Linked DNA regions of Zea mays: region 1 is linked to region 2. The links are chromatin contacts, called in public Hi-C maps. All regions are on one chromosome and are shown on one strand. Each heading gives the region's core, a stretch centred on a gene start, on an enhancer-like site or on the middle of the called end of the contact. The rest is flanking DNA. Distances are from core to core; before and after follow the strand shown. Region 1 holds the start of LOC114669714. Region 2 overlaps LOC100282248 (TBC domain containing protein).

Evidence for each region. Hi-C and Micro-C count contacts between places; a contact is called where the count stands out from the background.
Region 1: a Hi-C map of root tip shows a contact between it and region 2, with 2.3 times the contacts expected there. The contact joins the promoter of LOC114669714 here to the enhancer-like site in region 2. A contact is called at or near these places in 7 of 25 Hi-C or Micro-C datasets (bundle sheath, ear, leaf and 2 more).

What each region holds. Positions count from the first base shown.
Region 1 is chr1:307,766,810-307,773,761 of Zm-B73-REFERENCE-NAM-5.0, reverse strand. LOC114669714 reads right to left here and starts at 5,531. Exons shown (of 2, transcript NM_001369823.1): 1 at 4,851-5,531; 2 at 4,136-4,771. The coding sequence starts at 5,480. The coding sequence ends at 4,316. It overlaps LOC100384298, which reads right to left and starts at 2,791. Exons shown (of 2, transcript NM_001369822.1): 1 at 1,066-2,791; 2 at 606-992. The coding sequence starts at 2,515. The coding sequence ends at 736. It overlaps LOC100278975, which reads left to right and starts at 22. Exons shown (of 1, transcript NM_001152067.1): 1 at 22-674. The coding sequence starts at 52. The coding sequence ends at 567.
Region 2 is chr1:307,696,527-307,703,089 of Zm-B73-REFERENCE-NAM-5.0, reverse strand. It overlaps LOC100282248 (TBC domain containing protein), which reads right to left. Exons shown (of 11, transcript NM_001155160.1): 9 at 1,672-1,929; 10 at 1,493-1,576; 11 at 1,098-1,400. The coding sequence ends at 1,380. Among protein-coding and RNA genes, the nearest start is that of LOC100282248, 10 kb to the right of the region's middle. Within about 2 kb of position 1,754, at least 3 of the 20 cell types and tissues checked have an H3K27ac peak or open chromatin away from gene starts, as enhancers often do. A contact at or near this core is called in root tip, where this site is marked.

The DNA of each region.
Region 1 (6,952 bases), core at 4,282-6,781, 67 kb before region 2:
GTCGAACACTCACTGATCACTGGCAAGCAAGGGAAGGAGACAGAGAAACACATGGCAGCAGCAGCAGTGAAGTCGTCGGCCGGGATGGCGGGGAAGAAGTCCCGGAAGCCGTACGTGGTGAGCAGGCCGCGGGAGAAGTGGACCGCCGACGAGCACGGCCGCTTCCTCCACGCGCTGCTGCTGTTCGGCCGCGACTGGAAGAGGGTCCAGGCGTTCGTCGCCACCAAGACGGGCACGCAGATACGCAGCCACGCCCAGAAACACTTCCTCAGAGCGGACAAGAAGCTGGGCCTCGCCGTGCCGCCGCGGCACCCTCACCGCTCTGCCGCCGGTTGCCCGGCCTGGTGCGCCGACGATGGTGGTACCCTGGCGCCGGACGTCGAGACGGTTCAGTTCCCCCTGTCTCCGGACGACCTGCGCCTCGCTCAGGTGTACAGGTTCGTGGGCGACGTCTTGGGCTCTAGCGTCGAGGCGCAGCTGCACAGGCTGCTGGGCGCGGACCCTGTCGTCGTGGACACCGTCCTACGGGTGCTGGCCAACCTCCAAGACAACTTGGACATTTTGTAACTGCTGCTTGAAAGAATCACAAGTAACTGTCTGAATAATTCTTGAAACAGACGGTCGCTTAATCTTCTGTAGAGCGGCAGCAAATCTGACAATCAGCATTATCTACTGAAACAGTGTTACATGTCAAAACACACACAACCCAGTGCAGGTGTCCTGAACAGACTGACATCACCGTGATTTCCTATTGGGTCGTCTGCACCTCGGAGACGAAGACGAGGACGCCGAGGAAGCTATTGCAGCCACTGCTGCCTTATCTTTCGTGAACGCCTTGCGCACGTCCTCTCTGAGCTCAGAGAAACGCATCCTCTTGACTTGCTGATCCTCCGGGGTCCCAGTCTCAAGGAAGATCGGATCAGTGGATTCTTCGTTGAGGAACTTATCCAGAACGTCCGAACAGTGTGGGAAGTATCGTCTCCCTAGCTCAACTGCAGAAACGAGAAACAAATGATTAAGTATCAGGAAATTTAAGCGTGATTTCGTATTACAAACAAGGCATACCTGTCTTTGTTAAGGCATCAAGGCGTTCGCGAAGCCTCCTATTCTGCATCGTTGGGGTTTCGTTTAGATCAACTTCCTTGAGTCTGCTGAAGTTGGTGATGCCGGCAAACTCTTGGGTTGAATCGGCTTGTGCGATGCGCATGACAAGCTTGGCTTCAGAAGGGAAGAATATCCGAGCAAACGCAACTCTGTTTTCCAAGTTTATGAGCCTCATGTGAAAATTATCGACCAGCAAAGGCGTGGCAATCGACTCCTCTATAGAGATAGAGATGGGGTCCAAAACGAAGGATTTCCTCTTGAGTTCTTGCTCCAAAATGTCGATACACAAGTAAGCCTTACTTTTCTCCTCGTACTTGTCCAACTTCCTATTGCAGTCTTTCTCTCTTGTCAGTCTCTTGCAGATAGTAAGAGCATCGCGCCCATCCAGGGTCCTCTCCAGCACACAGGCTCCCCTCTCCACCAGCGAAAGAATGATGTCCGGCTCTCTCCTCATGCAAGCTATGTGCAGCGGCGTATACCCACCGCTGTTCTTCAGGTTCACGTTAGCAGAGTCCAGTTTGAGCAGCTCTGCAAACACCTTGGGCTCACAGTAGGCTGCAGCATAGTGTATCGCGAATGCATCGTCCAAGGTCACCGTCGATTCCTTCAACAGCAAGCCGACGAGATCGACGTCGTCGGAATCCAAGGCCTTGAGGATGTTCCTGACCCTCTTGTCATGCTCAGGGTCCAGAATAATGGCGTTCTCTGGTTGGCGGCGGATCTCCTTGATCTTGTTGTATATGTCAGCCGGAAGCTCCTTGTCCAGGTAGCGGCTATCGAGAGCGGAGACTGCGACCCTCTGAATACACAGATTGAGCAGGTCCTGGAGATCGCAGGTGGAAGCGACATGAATAATCGGCACCACGTCCTCGTCCAGCGCTTCGCAAACGAAGTCAGAGAGGCGACGCTGGAAGAGGGAGGCAAGCTCCGAGATCTGGAAGCCAGACGCCGCGTACATGGACTCGACGACGAAATCTATGGCCGGGCGGCAAGTCCCGTGGCCGCACGCGTCGTCCATGCAGACGGTGGCGTCCTGCGCCGGGGGCTTGAGGCGGCCGGTGTAGAGATAGCCGAGGACGGGCACGAGGGCGTCGCGGCCGATGTGGCGGCCGCCCGGGACGAGGTCGGCGAGCTCCAGCCGTGGCCTCTCGCCGGCGGCGGCCGGAGCCGGGAGGGAGGCGAGGTGGTCGAGGAAGAAGGCGCTCCTGGCGGCGAGGATGCAGCGGTGGACGCCGACGGCGCCGCCGCCCCTCGCCGCGGCGAGCGCGATCTCGGCGTCCGAGCAGTTGAGGAAGGCCGGGTCGAGCAGGCGCTGGAGGTTGTCGCTGAGGCGGCGGAGGCCGACGGCCTCGAGGTCGGCCGGCGTGGCCCGCGGCGGCGGGGACGAGAAGCTGATGGTGGAGACCTCCATGGAATGGAAGGTTATGGCGAGGTCAGGCCACGGCGGCGGCTAGGACGCTGTGGAACTCTCCACGATTCAACCTACCCGAGCTTTTGGGAAGCCTGAGAGATAGCCTTACGTGAGGCATCGGAGCGTAAACACCGCGAATTCGCTAAGCGCAAGGACGGACGCTGCTCAACCCAGCACAAATTTCAGATTCAACAAGCAGAAAAGATTCGGGTGGGGGGAGCCAAGCAATGGCAGAAGCGTGTTCCCCTTTCCCTTATCGAGAAATTTCGCGCGTTCCTTTTTTTTAATCTTTTTTTATCTTATATATCCCTCCCCCGTTCTTGGCAGTTTCCGAGAGAGAAGAACGTGCGCCTTTCAAGCGCAGCGCAGCGCAGGGTAGTGGCGGACGGAGACGGAGACTGTCAACTGTGTGAAGTAATCAAGCGAGCCGGGGCCGTGACCGTGACCAGGCGCGCTACGTCACGGCGGTGACGTCACGTTCGGGCCCAGGGGCCGGGACCCAGTCGGCAGAGATAAGTCGCCCAGCCCAGCCTTGACCGTGGGAATGGTGTAGGGAGTTAGCCAATGGCGAATGCCGACACGACGATGAACAGGGATGATGTGGCGCTGGGACCACCAGGCAGTGGGAGGGATGTGTGAACGCATCTGGGTTCGGATACAGGCGGCGGTGGCGTTGATTTAGTGCGGTCGGCTCAGCGTGTCATCAGCTTTGACTTATTCCCCTCCATTCCAAATTACGGATGATTCAAAAAAATAATAATTGTTTTCTAATTTATCCTAGGTTAAAAGATATAAAAGAAAATTCTACTGTTTTTAAATCTTCCATTTTAGATAGAATTTTATTTTTTTATATCTCTTAATATAAGGTAAATAAGATAGTTTTATTCGATATATTAATTGAGTAAATAATATAGTACACCTTTTAAAAAACAATTATGCTTTTTTCGATAGTTTGATTGTATAGAGGTTGTATGTGAAGTATAATCGCACGACATTTTTCGCTGACATTTGATTGGAAAACGTTGGCAGCTCTTTTGTGTGCTATGTATAATATACATGTCGTGTGCCCAATAGACAGCACAGAACCGATAATAATACAAATAAAGCAGCCTGATCGCACTCCTTTGTTTTATTAGTGAATGAGAAAAAAAAATATATTATCTGACCTATTTATGTCAATACTCGTACATACTACTCACTCCGTCTCCCAAAGAATGTCATTTGACTTTTTTGGTATTTAATTTACTCGGTTTGTCTTATTTAAAATATTTATAAAAATATAGAAAAATTTAGTTTGTTGCTAAAGAAAATTATATGATAAACTAAACTAAAATTAAAATAAATGATAATAATATATTTTTTTAAGACGCGTGGGTCAAATTTACCCTACCCGCTCTCTCTTTGTATATGGGTTGATTGATTGATATCCACCTTTTTACGGCTCCAGGTTCAGTGAATGGATTGCGATGCTGTCCTGCCTCGCTCTGTTGTGCTGCATTCCTGGGCTGGCCGGCCTGTTGACAAGATTGCGAGCCCAGCTGCCCCTGTTGAGGCAGGGTAGTCATGCATTACAAGCACCGGATGATTCGGCGCTTGTTTTGGACTCTTTTTTTTTTTTAACCAAAACTCTCAAGTCTTGTTACTGGACTAGTAAATCAGGCCCATGCACCTCCCAGTAGTAAGTAATATTTACAACTAAAATACTGCTACTTAATGCGACTGAACATGCAATGCAAGCGTGAGCAAACACAGAGAATATCAATATACAATACCAACGGCAGCTGAACCTGATCGATGAAGCTACGCCCACTTGGCCATGACGGACATGCCGCCGGCGCCCATTAGCACGGCCAGGAAGGAGACGAGCTGCAGCCTGACGCTGCTCTGCAGCTTGGGCCCCATGAAGTCCGCGGCGAGGAGGTCGACGAGCGCCATGTAGTGGAGCAGGCCGGCCGACGCCGCGTTCAGCAGCCCGACGACGATGAGCGCCGTGGGGCTGGTGTCGCTATACACCTTGGTGAGCGCCAGCCCCAGCGCGATGCCGAACGGCGTGGTGGTGGAGAAGAAGAACACCAGCCCCGACCTCATCTTGGCGCCGTACTCCGCCTGCAGGATGCACCCGCCGAGGCCCATGCCCTCGAAGAGCTGGTGGAAGGAGAGCGCCGCCACGAGCGGCCGGATGGTGCACACGTTCTGCGACGCGCCCATGCTGAGGCCGATCACCACCGAGTGCACCACGATGCCCATCTCCAGGACCTGCATGCCGTGCCGAGCGAGGTCAGAGTCAGATCGATCGATCGGCAAGGAAAGGAAAGGAAAGGATCCATCGGTTTACCTGAACAATGACACGGTTCCTGCAAAGCTGCTGCGCCACGCCGGCCTCGACGTCCGTCTCACCCTCACTCATGTCTAGATGCCCGTGCCCGTGCCCGTGCACCGGAGGGCTGTCATGGTATTGGCCTCCATGATTATGGTGCGTGACCGCAGCAGCGCTCCTCTTGGCCTTGCCCCGGCCGTGGAACGAGAGCATGAGCGAGTCTACCATGAGCGTGGACACGGCGGCGAGCATGGCGACGAACGCCGTGAAGGGGAACTCCGCCCAGGGCTTCCGGGGCAGGCAGGGCGAGCTGAGGTCGCTGAACGAGTCCGGCAGCACGTGCATGTAGCCGGTGCCGAGGATGACCCCCGACGCGAAGGCCTTCACCACGGCGAACAGGTTGCCGTCGGGGCGGAGCGCGGGGACGACGGAGCGGGAGAAGAGCGGCAGGCACACGCCCACCACGCTGGCGAGCAGGATCGACGGGATGGCGATTAGCTTCAGGCGCAGCGCGCGGGCGACGCTGTGGCATCTGCCCCCGACCGCAGGACCACCGCATTCATCTGCGCCAGCGCCATCGGCGGCGGCAAACCGTGAGGGTGAGGCGGACAGGAGGCAGAGGACGATGATGACTGCTCTCGGAGACATTTCTCTTGGATTGGATTGGAGCTTTCTGTTTGTGTCAGTATGTGTGTGGATGTGGACTTGCGATGAGCTTCTGCAGGCCTTTTTATAGGAGGAGCAGTTGCATGTCCATTGTGGAGCGCACATCATGATGCAAGACTAGCTCGGCCGTCGATCAATCCGGGCGCCATTGACCTTGCAGGCCACGAGGCGGGAACGGGGAGGCCACGCGCGCCTCCGTACCCTGTCGCGTGCCGTACAGCTCCGTACTTCCTGGGATCGAGCGGGGCACGCGCGGAGCTGGTGCAGAGGGATACGGTGGGCGCCCGACACAGACATGCCGCTCATTTTATTGCCGATTACATACGGCTTGTTTTTCATTTTGTTTTACTATTTTCTGCCGTTTCCAACAACTTTAGCTAACATAAAACAGATGCGCCATTGGATTCGATCGTCCGTAGAATCAGTGCCTTTTTTTTCTTTTCTAAAAAGCATATGACGTGTTACCTGTATATTTCTGACAAGGATGCCCTTAGCTAAGTTTGGATCCAATACGTTAGAGCGTGTTTTTTCCATAGTAAGTTACTGTAGGATGTGCCTACAATATTTTTATTGTTTCTGGGATAAGTATGTAAAATTTACAAGATGGAGTAGCATACCACTATGTTATAGAGTGTTGTATCCAACTTCTAATTCTATCGTCTACCTCTGACTTAATCCTGTGGCAAATGAGTCTCATTTCACTCTTGAACATCTCCCTGCACGTTTCCACCTACGTCGGGATCTCGTTGAATATCCAGTTATTCCTACTCCTCCAAATACACCAGGACATGATTATGATAATTTCCATTCTCCATGGTACTTTCGATCTCACTCTGATCCTCAATAAAGCATGTACTAGATCAGCTGTGCTTGACGGGGTGATACATATTATAACCCAACATCTTCTAGCAAAATTGCATCTAAGGAATAGATGGAGTATCGCCTCTTCGTGCTGCAGTATGCAATTATCACAAGTGTAGGAGTCCATGTGCATTGATCAACGTCTAAGGAATGAACGAGTGTTTAATGTGTCCTTAATCAGTAATCAAAAGAAAACCTTGTGTTTAGGCTGGCATTTTGTTTTCTATAACCAAGAAAAAATTGGGTGGGTCCACTCATCTCTAGCCATGTGAACATATGCCTTATACGATGAAAAAAGACTTGAGGTACCAGTGCAGAGCCATCTATCTGTAACACCCTGATTTTGTGGGTATAAAATTTCTTTCTAATTATCACCCAAAATCATGTGTTACTCTTCTTTTTCTCACTCTAGGCTTTCTCTCTCTCTAGATTCTTTCCCCCTTTTTCCTTTTGATTAGAAATAGCTTAAACTAGTGGAGGTTAATTATTTATTTTTGCCAAAACCTTATGGGTCATGACATGTTGCATCATGCTGAGCTTAAAATATTCTTTGAAGTGTTGCACAAGTTTGAATTTATTTGAATTTGAAACCT
Region 2 (6,563 bases), core at 505-3,004:
GGGATTGCTCCCTGTCCCAGAAACGATGTTGTTTGATATTTTTGAGACCAAGTTTGATCGGTGCGTATTATTCAAAATATTTGTGAAAATATAGAAAAAAATAGTTTATAGTTAAAGTAAATGGTATGATAAACTAAATCGGAGTGAAAATAAACGATAATTATATTTTTTTAATAAAACGAGTCAGTGAAACTTGATCTCAGAAAAGTTAAACGACATTCTTTTCCGAACGGAGGTAGTAGTTATTAGCAGTCTGATGTAGATTTAAATTGTTTTTAGCAAGCATATTTTTTCGTCAGCCCTAATAAGACGTTTTAGCAAACAGATTTTGTGTTCTTTTGAAGTTGCTCTAAGGGCTTATTTTGGAGCAAGAGGATTGAAGGAATTAAAATTCTTTTACTATTCAAAATTAAATAGTAAAAAGATTTTAGCCTGTTGCTCAGCGAATAGGCCTAACCAGCAGTGAGCTCGACCTTGGTATCCTAATTTCCCAACAACTGCAATTTCACCTTTGGAATGCAAGATTTCAGAGTAATCATACATGAACATAATTTTACAGGAATTAGTTTATTTTTGCAGGAAAAACACAGGAAACAGAGAACATCCCCGCCTTCCAAAGGGGGCCTCAACCAGGTGACTCTATAGTCTACGTCATCCTAAGTAGCACCTCGTCTCAGACAAGGTGACCGACGCTAACGTTAAATATACTTTGTATATGAAACCACAAAAGAAAAAAAAGTCCTGTTTGGATCCTTGAAATTGAATTTAATTATAATAATCATAATTTAGACATAGATCAATTAAACTAATATAATTTTATACATAATATATTTGTATACTATTGTGGCAGACATTTATTTGTTACATTTCTACTGTAGCGAAGCAAGCCGAAGAGCATGCTATAAGTTACAAATTAGAAACATAGACTATCGATATATAAAATCAATTTTCATTCATCATCCTATAAATTTGAGATATACTTGTATTTAAATTTTGAAAAGTGGTAGAATGTAAACCAAGTAACCTACTCCATTAAGTAAATTTCAGTTCCTTCAAAACGAAGGGATCCAAAAACCTAAGATGATACGAGAGTAGACTGAGGTTCATGACAAATACTGATGGGATAATATTTGCCAAGTCCATTGTGATCGTGAATAAATTATCATGTACTAGGTTGATGTTCACAATTGAGTAGGCTGTGGACGTGGATCATTGATATTGTAGATACAATAAGTCACTTATATTTATGAGGTCTCGCCCGCGACTGTATATGTAAACCACCTTCTTCCTCCGATACAGTGAGTGGGAAAATGAAAGGAACAGAAACAAGCAATATATAAGTCCCAGTGTTGTGTTGCGTGCAATCTCGCCATATGATGTTAGGATTTCTTTTCCTGCAACTACCAAGACTGCATAAGATTAGCAACAGGGGGACACAAATCCTCACTTATATATATAAAAAAAAAGATAAAGAGGAAACCAGGTAATTTACCTTTTTGTGATACTTCCTATGAAGCTTTAGTGCAACAACGCAAGCTCTTTTGGCGTCCAGATTTCCATTAACATTATTCAATATCTGAACCAAGCAAAAAACAATTTACATGAGGCTAAATCCCACAGCCAGACTTATGTACGTGTAAGAACAAGTGATCCCTCGAGCTAGCTTCTTACCCTAATAATGTCATCAATCCCTCGAGCCTCTTGCAGAAGCTTTGTACTGTTCTCTTTTAGGACACTAGCAACCAGGAAGACCGAAATAGGGACAGGTCCATCACCATCGTTTGCCCTCTTCTTCATATTCTCCCTCTCGTACTTACCAAACTGACGTATTGATTTTACCTTTCCTTCAATTTTGTGGACCACAGCCCCAGTATTATCCTCTTCATAAGTGGAGCAAATGCCAGGATCATATTCGAGAGCCCACATCATCTGCAGATACAATGTAGAGTTTAATGCTATTTGTAAGAAGATTAATATATACTGGGAATATTTGATGATATGTACTGAGCCATACAAGTGCATGGCTTGGAGGGCAAGCAGTGGGATTGACATGTACTCAAACCGTTGTTTTTTCTACCTATTAATACAACAACAAACAGCTTCCTGCACGTTTCAGGAAAAAAAAACACTGAAACCATAAATTTCATGGTAGGAAACATTGTGCAAATACAAGAACCATCTACTTGTTAGACACCTTTGCTAGAGGATAGTAATATGATAACCATTGGTAGAATCAGGGTTACAATCTCTACTACTTATTAAGGTAGCAAGGGGTAGGCTGTCATTCCTGGTTCTACCATTTCCTGTTCTGCCATTCCCATTCCCTCTTCTCAGCGTCTCCTCCCTCCGCTCCCACGGACGCGTGCGTTGGCTGCTTCTCCGGTTCTCCCACCCCACCACAGACGCAACCTCTCCCTCATCCACCTGCGCGACGTCGCTACTACCCACAATCGGCGATCCCATCTCCCAACGCTCCCTCATGAATCCCAAAAATCGTTCTCCATCTGCCTCCACCAATTACCGTAGCCGAACAGTTGCCGGCGGCGAGTACCGAGGCCTCATCTCCCTCTCTTCATCCTCTCACATCTCGGCTAGGGTTAGGTCGTCTCGCCAAGCCACCGTGATGCAGCAGCTCCGTCGCAGCAGGGCATGGCAGATGGCGCCACCTCTTACCTCCGCAGTCCGCCAGGCAAAGGAAAGCCCACCAGGCGGGCGCGCAAGTGCCAGGCGTGGATGGGCGTGGCCAAGAGCTAAGACCCTAACTTTTGGTGAATCTCACGGCCGCGCTCTCCTTCCTCTCCACACTCTGTCTCGGCACCTTCCCACACTCTCGCTCTCAACGCCGCCGACGATGCCTCGTCGGACCATGTCCGTCGGTCCCTATTCTGCCTACCGGCCGTATGACAGATGGACCCCATGTCTCCGGCGGAGGGAATGGTGAGGCGAAGCATAGGTAGGCACTGAACGGACCCCACACAGCCCGATCCAGTCAATTGGCGTTGGCTCGTTCTCCCTGTTCAGATCTGAGGGTTCAGTTTGGTTGTCTCAGGCAGCAACGTTGTCACGAACTCGACATCGAAGGCGAAATTCTTTCCGCGTTCAACTAATCCCCCTATGTCATTCGATGATAATCCCTTGCTTACTTTGGTAATGGTTTGGCTACTGCACATACACTATTGTTGCTCTGAATGTTGCACGGCGTCTTCTTCGAAGAAGACTGGGTTGATTCGGCTACAGCCTTTAAATGCAGCTAACCCTTGGTGCTTCTCCAGTAGTGAGTAGTCCAGCGCATATGCTTCAGTTATTTGTACAAGAACTTTTTTGTTGGCTGTTGTACTCATGCCAGTTGCAGATTGACCATGCAGAGTAGTGAATATCGAGGATGGCTGATACTATAATTTTCTCGCCATTTGTCTGCTCATAGGCTCTCAAGAATCGAGGATATTCTTTTCAGGCATCAAATCATGTCTGTCCTATGTAGGGAAAGAAGACCTGGGTAATGCCTTGCTATGCCCATATGAGATTACGAGCACAGTGAATTTAAGCTTTCTTCTACCTTTGATCATGTTCTAACTACTAGCATGCATATTATCTTAACTTTGACATGGGAATTAAGTAGTTCCAAGTGTGCACATTATTGTGTTTATCCATGTGGATGGTACTCGTGGCAGCCATCACCTAGGTCAAGCTCGGGCTCGTCGGGCTTGCTTTCCACCTCCGGCCATGGCCGCCCTGCAGCTCCCCCATCACGTTCCTCTCAGGTCAGCACCCAGTGATATGTTTGTTCTGTTGGGAAACATTACAAGTTCATGACCAATACTTAATCTAAGTTTTGCGGACCGAAGCAAGGAGGAAGAAGATGTACAATTCAAGCAGGTACAAACCCATTCCTTTTTCTCTAAACCTGACTTCAGTCAGCAAGTTGGTTAATTCAGTGCCAAGTTACCAATAAAATCCATTTTTGCTTCATGGTGACTATCAACCCTTGTACGTTTGTTCCTTTGGTCTTGCACATTTTAGTATATACATATGTTTTTGTTTTGCTTTTTTTGTCCCAATTAACAACAGAACCTGTGTTGACTTTCAGGTCTATCTTTTTATAGATAAATATAGATAAAAGTGTCACATCTTATTACCGTAATTGAATTCATTTTTATATGCTTCTACCTTTTTTAGCTTAGTAAAACCAAAGAATATGCAACATAAAGTAGGCCTCAGTTAAAATTTGAGCTTGAATTACCTGTATGATTCGCATGTGGAATAATGGGTCACCAATGCACAAGTTTGCTGGTTGACTTCCTGCCCAGTTCTACAGCATGGACTCCTTCCAGACCGCCAGCAACCCCGTCCGCACCCATGCATCAGCAAGACAACACAGCAGTTGGATGGAATCTATGCACTCTTTGCAGTATTGAGGCTTGCTGTTGTAGTGTTGTTGATACAAAAGCAGGTTTTCCACAATTTCTTGTATCCACGTGCCTTTTTTGTATGCTTGCTAGCATATTTTGCCTCAAATATGGTTTGATGAATATGCAGATGGTGCCATTCTGAAGGAGAAACTGTGGACATTGATTGCTCAAAATGAGCCCTCATTAATCTCTTTACAGTTGGTAATTCTGTTGTTCTGAATTTTCCACTAAGAATACTTTGTTATCCCACAAAATGACACGAAAGTGCATGTATGGATGTACTTCAGCATCTCAGCACCTTTTTATTTATTATTTAGATCCTGATGAGCTACTTATGGAATATGCATTTATGTAAACTGTGTTTGGAGAAATAATTCTTAGTGGTTAAAAGAATTCTAAAGGGTGTAGTGTAATCATTCGTATTAAATCTTATGACTTTTAAGATCTTTGATGATACCTCGAAACTAAATCTCTTTGTATTAATGCTTTTGTAACACTGTTTTCTCCTGACAGCTTCTCAAACTAGCAGATGACGATTGCTTAGCCATGCTGGATCTTCTTCAATCACTGCTTGTAGATCATTACTTTAGGTCTAGCTCTAGCATATGAATTGGGTTTTGTGTGTCAGACCAGTACCTTTCTTTTCTGCCATCAGTTGAATGGGAAAAACCCTAACCCTAGAATAGGGTTGGGCAGTGTATTAATAGACCAAATAACTGGGCCAGGCCCATTACAAGAGACGGGTATCTAACACCCCCCCGCAGTCACAACTCTATCCTGTACAGATGTTGAGACTGGATCGAAAGTCTAAAAATACACTCGATGGTAACCCCTTGGTGAAAATGTCGGCGAACTGCAGCGTGGTGGGGACGCTGAGAACCCGAACGTCACCGGCAGCGACACGCTCGCGGACGAAGTGCAGGTCAATCTCCACGTGCTTGGTGCGCTGATGCTGCACGGGGTTGGTGGAGAGGTAGACCGCGCTGACGTTGTCGCAGTAAACGAGGGTGGCGCGCTGGAGGGGACTGTGGAGCTCGTGGAGGAGCTGGCGCAGCCAGGAGGCCTCTGCCACGCCGTTGGCCACGGCACGGTACTCGGCCTCAGCGCTGGAGCGAGAGACGACGTGCTGTCGCTTGGCGGCCCAAGAGACGAGGTTGGCGCCCAGGAACACGGCGTAACCGGAGGTGGACCGACGCGTGTCGGGGCAGCCAGCCCAGTCAGCGTCGGTGTAGACCACGAGCTCCGCCGTCAGGGATGGTCGGAGTAGGAGGCCGTAGTCGAGGGAGCCGCGGAGGTAGCGCAGAATCCGCTTGAGCGCGGTGAGATGGGGCTCCCGCGGAGTGTGCATATGCAGGCACACCTGCTGGACGGCGTACGCGATGTCGGGCCTGGAGAAGGTGAGGTACTGGAGCGCGCCGGTCAGGCTCCGGTAGGACGTCGCGTCGGCGACCGGAGGCCCGTCGTCCTCAGAGAGCTTCGCCTGAGTGTCGACAGGCGTGGAGCAGGGCTTGCAGTCAGACATGCCAGCCCGCTCCAGGATGTCGATGGCGTACTGGCGCTGGTGGAGGAAGAGACCCTGGGGCCGACGCTCGGCGGTGATGCCGAGGAAGTGGTGGAGGGGCCCCAGGTCCTTCATCGCGAACTCCCGCTGAAGGGCGACGATCGTGCGGTGTAGAAGGTCGGCGGTGGATGTCGTGAGCACAATGTCGTCGACGTAGAGCAGGAGGTAGACGGTGTCGTCGCCGCGCCGGTAGATGAACAGGGACGTGTCCGACTTGGCCTCAACGAAGCCGATGGAGGCCAGGTAGGAGGCGAAGCGACTGTACCATGCCTGTGGCGCCTGCTTGAGGCCGTACAGGGACCGGTTCAGCCGACAGACCAGATCCGGACGGTCGGCGTCGACGAAGCCGGTGGGCTGGCTGCAGTAGACAGTCTCCGTCAGAGTGCCATGGAGGAAGGCATTCTTGACATCGAGCTGATGGATCGCCCGGTCGCGGGAGAGGGCGAGGGAGAGGACGGCGCGAACAGTGGCGAACTTGACGACGGGGCTGAAGGTCTCGTCGTAGTCCACTCCGGGGCGCTGTGTGAAGCCCCGAAGGACCCAACGGGCCTTGTAGCGGTCGAGGGAGCCATCCGAGGTCAGCTTGTGGCGAA